2 separate regions of the Cricetulus griseus genome follow, and region 2 is linked to region 1. Evidence: chromatin contacts called from public Hi-C data. All regions are on one chromosome and are shown on one strand. The core of a region is the stretch at or near the end of the contact, and the rest is flanking DNA. Distances in the headings are between cores, read along the strand shown.

Region 1 (5,514 bases), core at 1,087-3,586:
CCACATGGCAAAGCTGATCCCACATCTGGCTCATGTGGGCCTCCCAGGTGAAGGGACTGTGTCTACTAACCACCCAGGACCCTGGCCCGACATGAATTATTCCCAGGCCACCAGGCTGGATGTGACTTCTAGTGGCTTTTCTGGTGTTTTTTTCTCTAGACAGTGTTGCTCTGACCACCTGGCACACCTGTGAGTCCAGGGCACCTGGATTAAATCCTAAAATGTGGCCTTGTTTTAAGGTGGAGACAATTTGACTAATCATTTTCCAAAGATATCTTTCGTTTTGACTTGGGTTCTGGGGGTTGGTTTGCTAATATTTTGTTGTAGTTTGTTTCGTTTTTTTGAGACAGGCTGTCACTCCACGGCCCAGGTCAGACTTGAATTCATATTTCTCTTACACTAGTCTCCCAAGTACTGGTATTACAGGCATGTGCGGCCTCAAAGCTATCCTATGTGTGTGGGTGCATGAGAGAGAGGGGGAGAGGAGAGAGAGAGAGAGAGAGAGAGAGAGAGAGAGAGAGAGAGAGAGGCCAGAGTACTACTTCAGGTGTCCTTCCTCAGGAGTCAGTTACCTTGTTTATTGAGACAGTCTCTTTCTGGAACTTGGAGCTCACTAATTCAGCTAGGCTGTGGCCAGCAAGCCCCAGGGATCTGCCTGTCTCTGCCTCCTGCAAGCCAGGGTTACAAACGCATGCCACTATACTCAGCTTTCTTCGTGTGGTTGCTAGAGATCAAACTCAGGTCCTCATCTTTGCAAAGCAAGTACTTTACCAGGTGACCCAACTCTCAAGCCCCAAAAGCTATCCCCTCCCCCAACCTTCTACACAAGGGTTTGATTTGAGCCACACCAAAAGCTATCTTTTTTAAATTAAATTTTTGAATGCTTCAAAGTGATATCATTTTGGGGGCTGAATGGCTCAGTAGCCTTGATCTACTGAATGTCTGTGGGGCTGTGGCTTTGGGGCCCAGCCAACCTAGAATACTCCAAGTTCTGTTGAATTGCCTTGGGCAGTCCCCTGCCCTCTTTGGGGCCTCATTTCCATTGCTCCCTTGCTGAGTCTTGGTGTTTTCAGCAGTGCAAAGGCTGGAATGTTCTGGAACAGTGTGTGGTACACACTCACAAACAGAGAGCTTGCTACTGCCAGGCTGTTTCCCCCCCTGTCCAGTATCCCAGCCACTGAAACCTTCGTAAGAGTAAATCCACAGGGAGACAGAGCTCCAAGTCTAAGATCCACTTGCCCAAAGAATAGGACTGGGGGCTATTTATAGGGCCAGGAAGCAGGACGGTCCAATGTATAGAGAGCAAGACTGGAAGCAAAGCAATCTGTGGCCTGCATGTGTGCAAACTTTACAACTCTTCTTGGTTAGGAAGTGGGGGTAATAGCTTATCTGAGGAGAATTTTTGCTTCTTCAGGTAAAAAGTCATCCAAATAATATCTATGAAGACTAGGGTGAAAACAGTGGTGTTTTGCAGTAAAGGCCTTCAGGTTTATGAATAATGAATGGCCTAGACAAACATAGTTTTCATGCCCCTCCCCCAAATCAGTGGTTTCAGCATAGCCAAGCTAGCAGGGAACTGATAATACACAGTTATGTAGCCTCCAGAATCAGTGACTTCTAAAGAAAACTAAAAGTAAGTGACTAGGGAGAGCATGGGGGCTCAGCCAGAGCAGGGAATGGTACAAAGGGCTGGTGAGGGTAATGAGGCTAGGCCTCAGTGTTGGCTGGCTGCTGGCAACCAAAGCCTGGCTGTCCTCCATGGTGTCCCTGGGTGGCTGTGTCCTGGGAATGGCTCAGCTCCTGGAGTGCTGCCTAGGCTGCAGAAGATCCCCATTCACTGCTGCAAAGCCCTTCTCAGGGCAAATGCCTAGCAGGTTGTAGTGGATCCAGTAAGGGCTTCGTTGTCTTAAAAGATTTGTCTTGTTATTTATGTGTATGTGTGCATGTACATGTGGGTGCCTGCAGAGGCCCAAAGAGGGAGTTAGATCCCCTGGAGCTGAAGTTGCAGGAGGCTGTGAGCCACGGGACCTCTGCAAGAGTAGTAAGTGCTCCTAACTTCTGAGCCTTCGCTCAAGGCCCAGGCAGGGCTCTATTTTCATGCTTTAGGGTAACATCATGGGCAGGATTTGATTGACAGGCTAATGGTGGACAGGAAGAGGTGAGAAAGGGGGGGGAAGAGAGAGCGAGCTGGGGTAGCCCTGGGGAGTCTGCCGTGGATAGATGGTGGACTTCTGATTGGGAGGTTCTTTCCCACAATCCCCTTCCTTCTTCCCTTGGCAGTGAATCAGTCTGTCTGCTGAGAAGGTGGTGGTGTGGGGGTGAAGGAGGAGGAGAATGAGGGGGCAGGGATGGAAGCAAGGCAGGCAGCCCTGAGGGACTAGACACTCCCTTAGAACAGCTGGATCACTTGTGACTGTGGCTCATTGTGCCTGACGCCACCACAGCGGCAGCACACAAGGGCTGGATGGGAGTCTCTAGCCTGCTGCAGGTGCCGAGGACACTAGCTCCTGAAGACCTGGGCTGCAGGGCCCCTTGCTGCCTTTCATGTCCTCCAGTATGGCCGGTGTGAGTCTGGTTGGCTTTCCTTTTTCTACCCTGGGACTCAGAGGACAGAAAGAGCCCCTTGGAGATTCAGGACTGGGCATGGGGGAGGAAGCATAGACCGTTAGCCCTCCCTGCAAAAATTCCTCAGAGGAGAAAGTCTCCTGAGGGGCTAGGTTCTAGTTTGTAATAAAGCTCCAGGCAGGCCCTTCCCTTCTCTGGGGCTCAGTTTCTTAAGGGCTGAGGGGCACTGGACAGATTCTTCACAGTTCTGGGGTCTGTGGTTTTGTGCCCTGAATGTTAACACAAGCTCAGTGACCCCCACAGGGAAGGGGGGTATCTGTAGCTTCTGACTCACTTTTTCCTCATGCTGCTACAGACTTTGACCTGGGAGTCCCCAGGGAGGGCAGAGGTCAAGAGTGGGAAGCTGTGCTCTAAACTCGGAAAGAAAGGGGGGGGAGGGGAGGGAGGGAGGGAGAGAAAGAGAAAGAAAGAAAGAAAGAAAGAAAGAAAGAAAGGAAGGAAGGAAGGAAGGAGGAAGGAAGGAAGGGAAGAAGGAAGGAAGGGAAGAAGGAAGGAAGGGAGGAAGGAAGGAAGGGAGGAAGGAAAGAAAGCTGACCTTTAAAGACATAAAAAATGAGAGCCTGGCTCCGGATGGTACAGCCTAGACTTGGAAGGGAGATGCCTGCCCCTAATGGGCCTGCAGCAAGTTGCAGGGGCAACTGTCTCAGGTTGGGGTATCACATAGCCAGCTAAGGCTATTATTAAAAATCAAGAAAAGGACTGAGGGTATGGCTTAGGGTTAGGGCAATTGCCTAGAAGACCTGGGTTATACCTCCAGTAAGTTTCTTACAGGGGGATTTGGTGGACCTCAAGATCTACAGAGAATCAGATATTGGGAAGAGTACAGGGGGCATAAGTGCCCCCCACCCCTGTCTACATTCAGCCAACTTGAAGTGTTGCATCTCTCTGTAGAATTTCAGCCTGTAAGCTCATATCCCCTTTTCTGAGCAGTGCTGAGCCTAGGGTCAGCTGTCCATTGGCCACTAAGCTGTGGATCTAGGCCTTAGCTGGCTCCACAAGGCTTACGCACAAGGTCAGCTGCTTCCCAGAATCCCCTAGTTAAGAGATGACTCCAGCAGGGGATGCAACAGAACTTGAGCCAGGCCAGGTGTTCTATGACCAGTCACCACTTTTACCTCCTGAACATGCTTCCTTACTTAGCTCAAGTCATGAGGTCATAGGGCACAAGCCACACCAGGCATTTAATTAGAAAGAATCTGGGGCCTGGCTGTCATCACGGAGCCTCAGTAGGGCCATTCTCATCTACCCACTGTCTTGTGTTAAAGCTGCTGTATCAGACTCTTGAGGCCTGACAGCTGTGGTCCTGGAACCTCCATGTATGGGGTGGTACTGTGTACCAGCATGAGGCTGGCCCTAACCTGTAGGTGCTTGACCAGGGACATGGAGGCCAGAAAGAGGCTGTTCTCCAGAGGTTGTCAGCAAGGTCCTTGCTGTCCTACTGGGGTCCTCATGAATGTCCAATGTTACAGTGCAGGGACTTCACGGCCCACACGGGATATGAGGTACTGCTACAGCGGCTGCTGGATGGCAGGAAGATGTGCAAAGATGTGGAGGAGCTGCTCAGGCAGAGGTAAGCAGGGCTGGGCTTGGGTGGTCAGAGCAGACAGGGAAGGGAGTGGTTACGCCCCCTAGAGCCCAGCTGCTCTCAGTATGGGTCTGCTTTCAAAAGCTAAGAGCTAAAACTCCTCAGATGGTTCAGTGGGTCGATCACTTGCTAAACAAGAATAGGGACATGAGTTCAAATCCCCTTCAAAACAAGAGGGGATGCAGTGACAAGATCCCCAGAGGCCTCCTTGGTATCTCTGCAGGATATAGTATACGAACATATGAAATCTTAAAGGGGGTGGAGAGGGTGGGGAAGTTGTCCTTTGACTTCCACAGGTACGTTGTGGTACCTATACACCTGGACTCACACACACACACACACACACACACACACACACACACACACACACTCATACATTCACACACGAGCCAGAGCTCTCTGTTGTCTCCTGCGGCTCCTGGGCCTGGGCCTCCTCCAAGGGGCATACCATGTAGCAGCCCTTTGGACAGGCCTGTTTTCAACTAACATTTATCCTCAGAAGGAAACAGCTCAACTTTTTCAGTAGCCATTTTGCCAACAAAATATGATGGGAGAATATGGGTCCTGTACATATTTTGGGGCCATAGCCAGCCAATAGTGGTGGAAGGGACACAGTGCTTGCTCTGTCCTTGCAGGGCCCAGGCGGAAGAGAGGTACGGGAAGGAGCTGGTGCAGATTGCGCGCAAGGCTGGTGGCCAGACAGAGATCAAGTAAGAGTGCTGGTGGCTCCCCCTGCTTCTCTGAGGAATCTTCTGGACTTTACTCGGGGCTTGGGGCTTTCTGATTGGGGTAAACTGGACAGCAGCATCTGGACCCCATGTGGTGCCTGTTACCAGGCATCCTGAGGCCATCATCTTGTATGAGTTTGTGCTCTGGGAAGACCAGGGTTCATGGCACCACCAGCCTCACCATCACCAAGTCAGGAGGGCAGGTGACAGGTCTGTATGCAGCATGCTCAGTGGGCTATGAGTCACCCATGGCTGTCAGCAGGGTGGGAGATGCCACCAACTGACAGCATGATGTGGGTTTGAGCTTGGCATCCTGTGAATGGGGGAGGGGTGGCGCCAATCTCCTGCCCACTGGAGAAGAGTGGTTGTGGGAGTTGAGGTTCTGGGTGGGTCTTGCTTCTTGCTTATAGAAGGCTAGAGGGATGACAGTGTCTGCTTGCCTTGTTTTGTGTATGACCCCAGGAAAGTCACTCTCTGTCTGAATGCCAGGTCCCTGTCTGTGAAAGCAGACAGCTTGCAGTGACAAGCAAGATGAGCTCAGTGAGCAGTGGGGTCTCTGTAGACTCGCCCCTGACC
Region 2 (5,514 bases), core at 995-3,494, 98 kb after region 1:
AATTACCCTGGTCATGAAATGTGTGCAAACTCCCTTCCTCTGGCATCTGCCACAGTTCAATCCCGTCATCTAAGAAGCAAGGTGAAAAGGCTTGGCTTCTTTGGTATAACCTGTCTAGGACCTTGCATTATGGCTCTTCGGACTTCCTTTGGGGCACTGGTTTTGGTCCATGGTGTCCCCACCTATTCACTGCTGTGAGTGTGGGCAGATGGACCCCAGTGTACACTTCAGCAGGAGTGGTACTTGGGTTTGTCTCAGCGCAACACTTTGGGCCTTTGAGGATATGAGCTTCAATGAGGTAAATCTAATAACCCAGTTTTATGGGCAGCCATCCTGTTCACTTATTAGGCTGGATCAGAATCTCAATCCTTATCCACTAGTGAGGGGAATGACAAGCATGCCAGAGCTGGCCCAGGGGGCTGAGTTCCTCTTGTTCTGTTTCCAAGTGTGTGTATGCTTTATATACTCACGATTACTTCAAATATAATGAAGCCTCCAAAATCCATCCCAGCTTTTGAGACTAGCCTGTATCTTTTCAGATGACTCTGGGTAAAAGCTAAGGGAAAATCCTGACTGCAGGTCACCAGCTAATGTCTGGTGATTTTCCAGTACTGGATAAATTAAACTTGGAAAGCTGAGTGTTAGCCTTCCATGACCTACTACTACTTGGGCTTCAAGATCTTTCATGGAACTTTGCGATAGCAGGAGTTTTTACTCTTAGACAGATCGATCTTCCTGGAGGTTTAGATTTCCATGTTCATGAATACACCCTGAGCTCAGAGGCAGAACTGGCACTTCTTACAATGGGAGGCTGCTCTGACTAGCTCTTGAGTGGTGTACTTCTCGGCCCTCAGCACTAGCAGTTTGGGAGTACGAGTGCACGTTCCCCAATGACGCATCCAGACCATCTCTTGAGAACAAATCCTGAAACCCACTGCCATCGCTTTGCCTTCCAATCTAACTCTGCTTTGGGGTTGGTGGTTTTCATGAATCGCATGCTGTTTTCCCACAGGTTTTGTTGCTCGTTTGCTCATTTAACTGCTGTCTCTTATGGTGAACTTTTGCACACTCTGTGGGTGTACACATCCCCAAAGGGCTCTCCTCTGTGGCACAGGAGGCTGCTGGTAGCCTAGGCCTTTCCAGGAAATAATTCTTCTTCCCATGGCTAGATGACTATGCTAACAAGGCACTCTGAGAGACATTTACTCTGGCCTGCTATAGCCACAGCTCTGTTTCTCTAGCACCCACATGTGCTGAGATTGCTCATGTGGCTAAAGGAAAAGCTCCAATAGGGGCTCAGTTGTTCAAACTCTTAACATAATGGAAGAATCTATGGCATAGACTTTAATAGAACAGAAAAAAAAAATCTGGTCAATGCAGCTGTTACTTGTGAAAACTTCAAGCACTACGCTAGTGACACTCCAGAATTCATAATATATGTATATATAAAAGGTGTGTGTGTGTGTGTGTGTGTGTGTGTGTGTGTGTGTGTGTGTGTGTGGCTGCAGAGGGTAGGGTTTCCTTCTAGTCAATGAATGGATTAAAATCGGAATATAAAGTATCTGTGGTAAAGTTATATTGACTGGATTTCATTATTTTGAGACATTCTCAGAGGACCACCCCCTTCCTGCCTAGAAATACAGTTCTCGTCTCTGTGCTGACCAAACCTAGGACACGCTCTTCCCTCCCCCTCACATTCTGCAGCCATCCCCCAGAGACAAGTCACACAGCCACCGTCTCCGGGAAGCCCGAGGCTCTTCTCTTGTTAGCTGGCTTTCATTTTTGCCCTTCACTAGTGTGGACAGTAAGAGACACATGGAAGGAAGAGCGCTCAGTTTAGCAGTGTGGTCAGACAGTGGTAGTGGAAGTGTGCGTGTGTGTTCTCCCGCATCGTGAAAGAAGGCTGGATCCAAGGTAACGGAAAAAAAAGAAAAAAAAAAAAAAAGAAAAACAAAAGGAAAGAAACCACTACTGACAGAACAAACAGAGGGGACTAGGGAATACTCTGCATTAAATATGTAACCTCATCAAATAGTCAACATTCAGATTTACACGGGAAGGCACCATGAGAGCGACATTGAGAAGGTATGTCTCCATTTGCAAACATTGTGGGAAGTGAAGGGCTGTGCCAGCTGATGTGGTCCATGGTCTTTATGCTGCCAGTTCAGTGCATAATTAGGCAGGGAGTTATGTGCACATGGGCTACGTAAGAGGAATCAAACCCCAGCCTGCCAGGCGTGATGCAGCCATGACTCATGGCTGCCCAACTCCATGGTCATGCTATCTAGAAGAGACAAGACTCTCTGTGAGCCAACTAGCCCTCTTTCCTGGGAGTTCGGAGTCCTAGCCAGGAACACAAGGCCATTCTCCATATGCAGCCTCACACGTATTATTCTCTTTAAAAATGCATAATAAAATACATTCACCTTTTTCGATCCTCTTTGATAAGGGTGAATCACATGAAAGGCTGTTAAAAATGTTAAGTCTAGAAATTTCCAAGGCCACTAAGGTGCCACCCAAGTAATACTGCACAATCAGTCTTGGCTTTAAGACAACCCTGCGCTGGTGGATTAGGGGCTCCCCGGGGTTCTGCACTGGCAGGGTATAGAGAACATGTCTGTCAACCCTGCCACAGGTTGCTTCCCTGGAGGCCTGGCCCCTATCTCCAGCATGTGCGTGCACACAGGCACACATGTGTATACGCTCACCATTCAAGTGACTCTTGGGATTTCAAGGTTGAAGTAAACAGATACTCACAGTTTTGAATAAAACAAGTGCATGAGCATACAAACACACACAGGTGGAAAGAACACTTGCTTCTTAGCGCAAGTATGTGCCACGGGAAGTAAGGTTTCTGTAGTTCTCACTCAGGTAAAGTTGCAACATAAACACTGTAATATACAGATTAAAAATACATACAAAAATTGCACATAATTATGGGAGAGCACAGGTCCCACGGGAACAGCTCTCAGCCATCCACTGCAGCCATCAGCCTTCCTGTGAGCTGAGCTCCAGGGCCACTGCAAAGTCTTAGGAGCACTCACTCTGGGAGGCAGTCTTTCTGAAAGAGACTGGCATCCTTAGGAGCAGGTCAGCCATCTTAGTGGCCTTCCCCTCCTCCCTTGTCTTCTGGCCATTCAACTAGCCAGCTTTGAGGTGCTTTCTGAGGCGATGTTAATGCTAAGTGGACAGCCATTTCAATTCAGAGATGTTGTCTACAGCATTTGGCAGGGTAGTTAATACTGGCTACTGATGGAAGGGAGGTGGCCAGTTACTGCTTGTGGGGGAAACTGACTCAGGCACCACCAGCCCGGCTGCCCTGCTGATCGGTCTGACAGTGGTCAAGAACAGTACTTTAAAGTCTGTTCCCTGAGGGCCCCTGGAGGATTGCACACACAAGGACATTATTTCCTCATGTCCTGCCAACTATTCATAAAATCTGAACTGCATTCCATCCTGCTGAGGCACTGGTGACACCACCTTTGGTCAGCTCTGGAATGGGCCACAGACTTCAGCAGGCTGGGACAGAGTAAAGGTAAAGGACAGCCAAGCAGTGGCAGTGGGGTTACGGCTGTCAGGCTGCTCTCTGTGCAGGGTACCTTTACTGAGAACAAAAAATGGAAATGGACGACCCATGATCCAACAGACAGGAATCTCTCCTCCCCCTTCACCTTATACCAGAACAAAGGCTTGTCTGTTGCCAGTAACTAAAACTAAGCAAAATGGCATGTCCTCCTGGGAAAGAGGCAGTTATTGATACTCTAAGGAAGAGGAAGCTGCTGTGTGAGCATTACTGGATGACAGCTGATATTGGTGACATGCACTGCTAGCTAGTTAGGAGAGGCAAGCGTCAGAGTTATGGAAGAGGTGGACACTGCTTACTAAGTTCACTCCACTGGAGCTGGTCCTTCATGAATGTGCATTTCATTTTTGACCCCGTATTTGTGGGGCTATTCAGATGACAAATGTTCCAAGGGAAGGTGATTGCACGGTTGTGCAGTTGAATTTCTGTACAGTAAGGAGACATTCGGCTTCTCACTGTGCAAAGCTGTGGATGACCTTGCTGAATGGCTCCCTCTGCTCGCGGACGAGGACGGCAAATTAGCGTCTCTCCTTTCCTTGAATTCTGAGTGAGAGCACTAGGACAGGGACATGAGGGCGACATGAAGAAGGTGGAAATATTTAATAAGAAGAACAATGTCCAGGCCACATTAACGGTGTTGCAGGATTTTTACAATATAACTCAGGGAGTCTGTAGTGGCAAAAGCCAGATATTGAGCACAAAGCCAATCCTCGAGGCTGATTCCCCCCTCTCTGTCCAGGGACTTCTCAGCAAACTTGATCATCAGCAGTGTGCGCTTGATGTCCAACCAGTTTTGGAGCAAGGCGTTCTTCTGTACTAGGGTTGTAGAGGTGGTGAAGGTTTGGAAGAGATCTTCCCGGGGGCCCCAGAGCAGACACTGGAGGATGCCTTTGGCGTCAGAAATGAGGATGCGTTCAGAAGGGTTGGGATTTAGGAGACAGCTAGCAAGCTGCTGCAGGCCCCAAGAGTATGGGGAGCGGAGAGGGATTCGAGGCAGATCTGTGCGTGTGTACTCCTTCTCCTTCAGCTCTGGGTTCTCATCAAAAGGGTTGGGCAGGTGTAGCATCTCATAGATGAGGATGCCTGTCTGGAATTCATCACACTTTTTATACTGGGTGGCTGTGATAATCTCTGGGGCAAGGCGGGACTGGTCTCGGAGGATCTGGGGATCCACCAGATGGCTCTTCTGCTTGGCCTGAGAGAAGTTGCTCACAATGAGCCTTGTGGGACAAGCCGAGGTGGGGCAAGGGTCTGTAGGTGAAGGGCCGTGGGCAGCTCCCCCAGGCTGGTGCTGGACAAGCAACAAGTTCTCTAGGCGCAGATCGCAGTGAGTGACATGGTAGGGCTTGAGATGCTCAAGGCCAGAACATAGCTGTAAGAGTAGCAGACACACTTGCCTCTCATACAAGTCAGGGCTCTTCCCATGATGGGCCAGGGAATCTCGCACAAAGTCAGCCACAGTGAGATGAGGAACCTCTCTGGTGATGACTACAACGTGGCTTCTCTGCTTCCTGTTCGTGACTTGTTGGTTCTCTTTCTGGGATGACTCTGTTTCAGAGCAGGACTGGGGATTTCCCCTGGCAGTTTCTGCTTTCACCTCTTCCTCACTGTTTTCAGTTTCATCCTCTGCCTTTTCAGGAGCATCAGGATCCTTCCAGGGAAGCAGACGATTAGGGACTTCAGCAAGGAAATGACCACAGTCCTGCTGGATATTAAAATGCACAGCCAGACTCTGCCGGACAGCCAAGCTATGGTAATACTGCTGAGATTCCTGAGTTTTGCTCTTACAGATCTGAAAGAGAGCAAGAAACATGACTTAAACTCGCTTCCATAACAGACTCGGGATATGCTGAGGATGGTTCACTGGAGGGTGGCTCATTAGGAATAAACAGTCGCATAGTGAAGTCTTCAGGGTTTTGGCAGCCAGACCT

What was found. Hi-C and Micro-C count contacts between places; a contact is called where the count stands out from the background.
Region 2: a Hi-C map of the CHO-K1 cell line shows a contact between it and region 1, with 4 times the contacts expected there. The contact joins the enhancer-like site here to the promoter of Pstpip1 in region 1. A contact is called at or near these places in 3 of 8 Hi-C or Micro-C datasets (the CHO-K1 cell line and fibroblasts).

What each region holds. Positions count from the first base shown.
Region 1 is chr4:167,619,609-167,625,122 of CriGri-PICRH-1.0, forward strand. It overlaps Pstpip1 (proline-serine-threonine phosphatase-interacting protein 1), which reads left to right and starts at 2,337. Exons shown (of 15, transcript XM_027415027.2): 1 at 2,337-2,563; 2 at 4,095-4,195; 3 at 4,846-4,920. The coding sequence starts at 2,465.
Region 2 is chr4:167,717,452-167,722,965 of CriGri-PICRH-1.0, forward strand. Peak1 (inactive tyrosine-protein kinase PEAK1) reads right to left here. Exons shown (of 7, transcript XM_027415020.2): 7 at 1-5,375. The coding sequence ends at 4,212. LOC118238688 (a long non-coding RNA gene) reads left to right here and starts at 5,371. Exons shown (of 3, transcript XR_004769621.1): 1 at 5,371-5,514. Within about 2 kb of position 2,245, at least 2 of the 6 cell types and tissues checked have open chromatin away from gene starts, as enhancers often do. A contact at or near this core is called in the CHO-K1 cell line and fibroblasts, where this site is marked.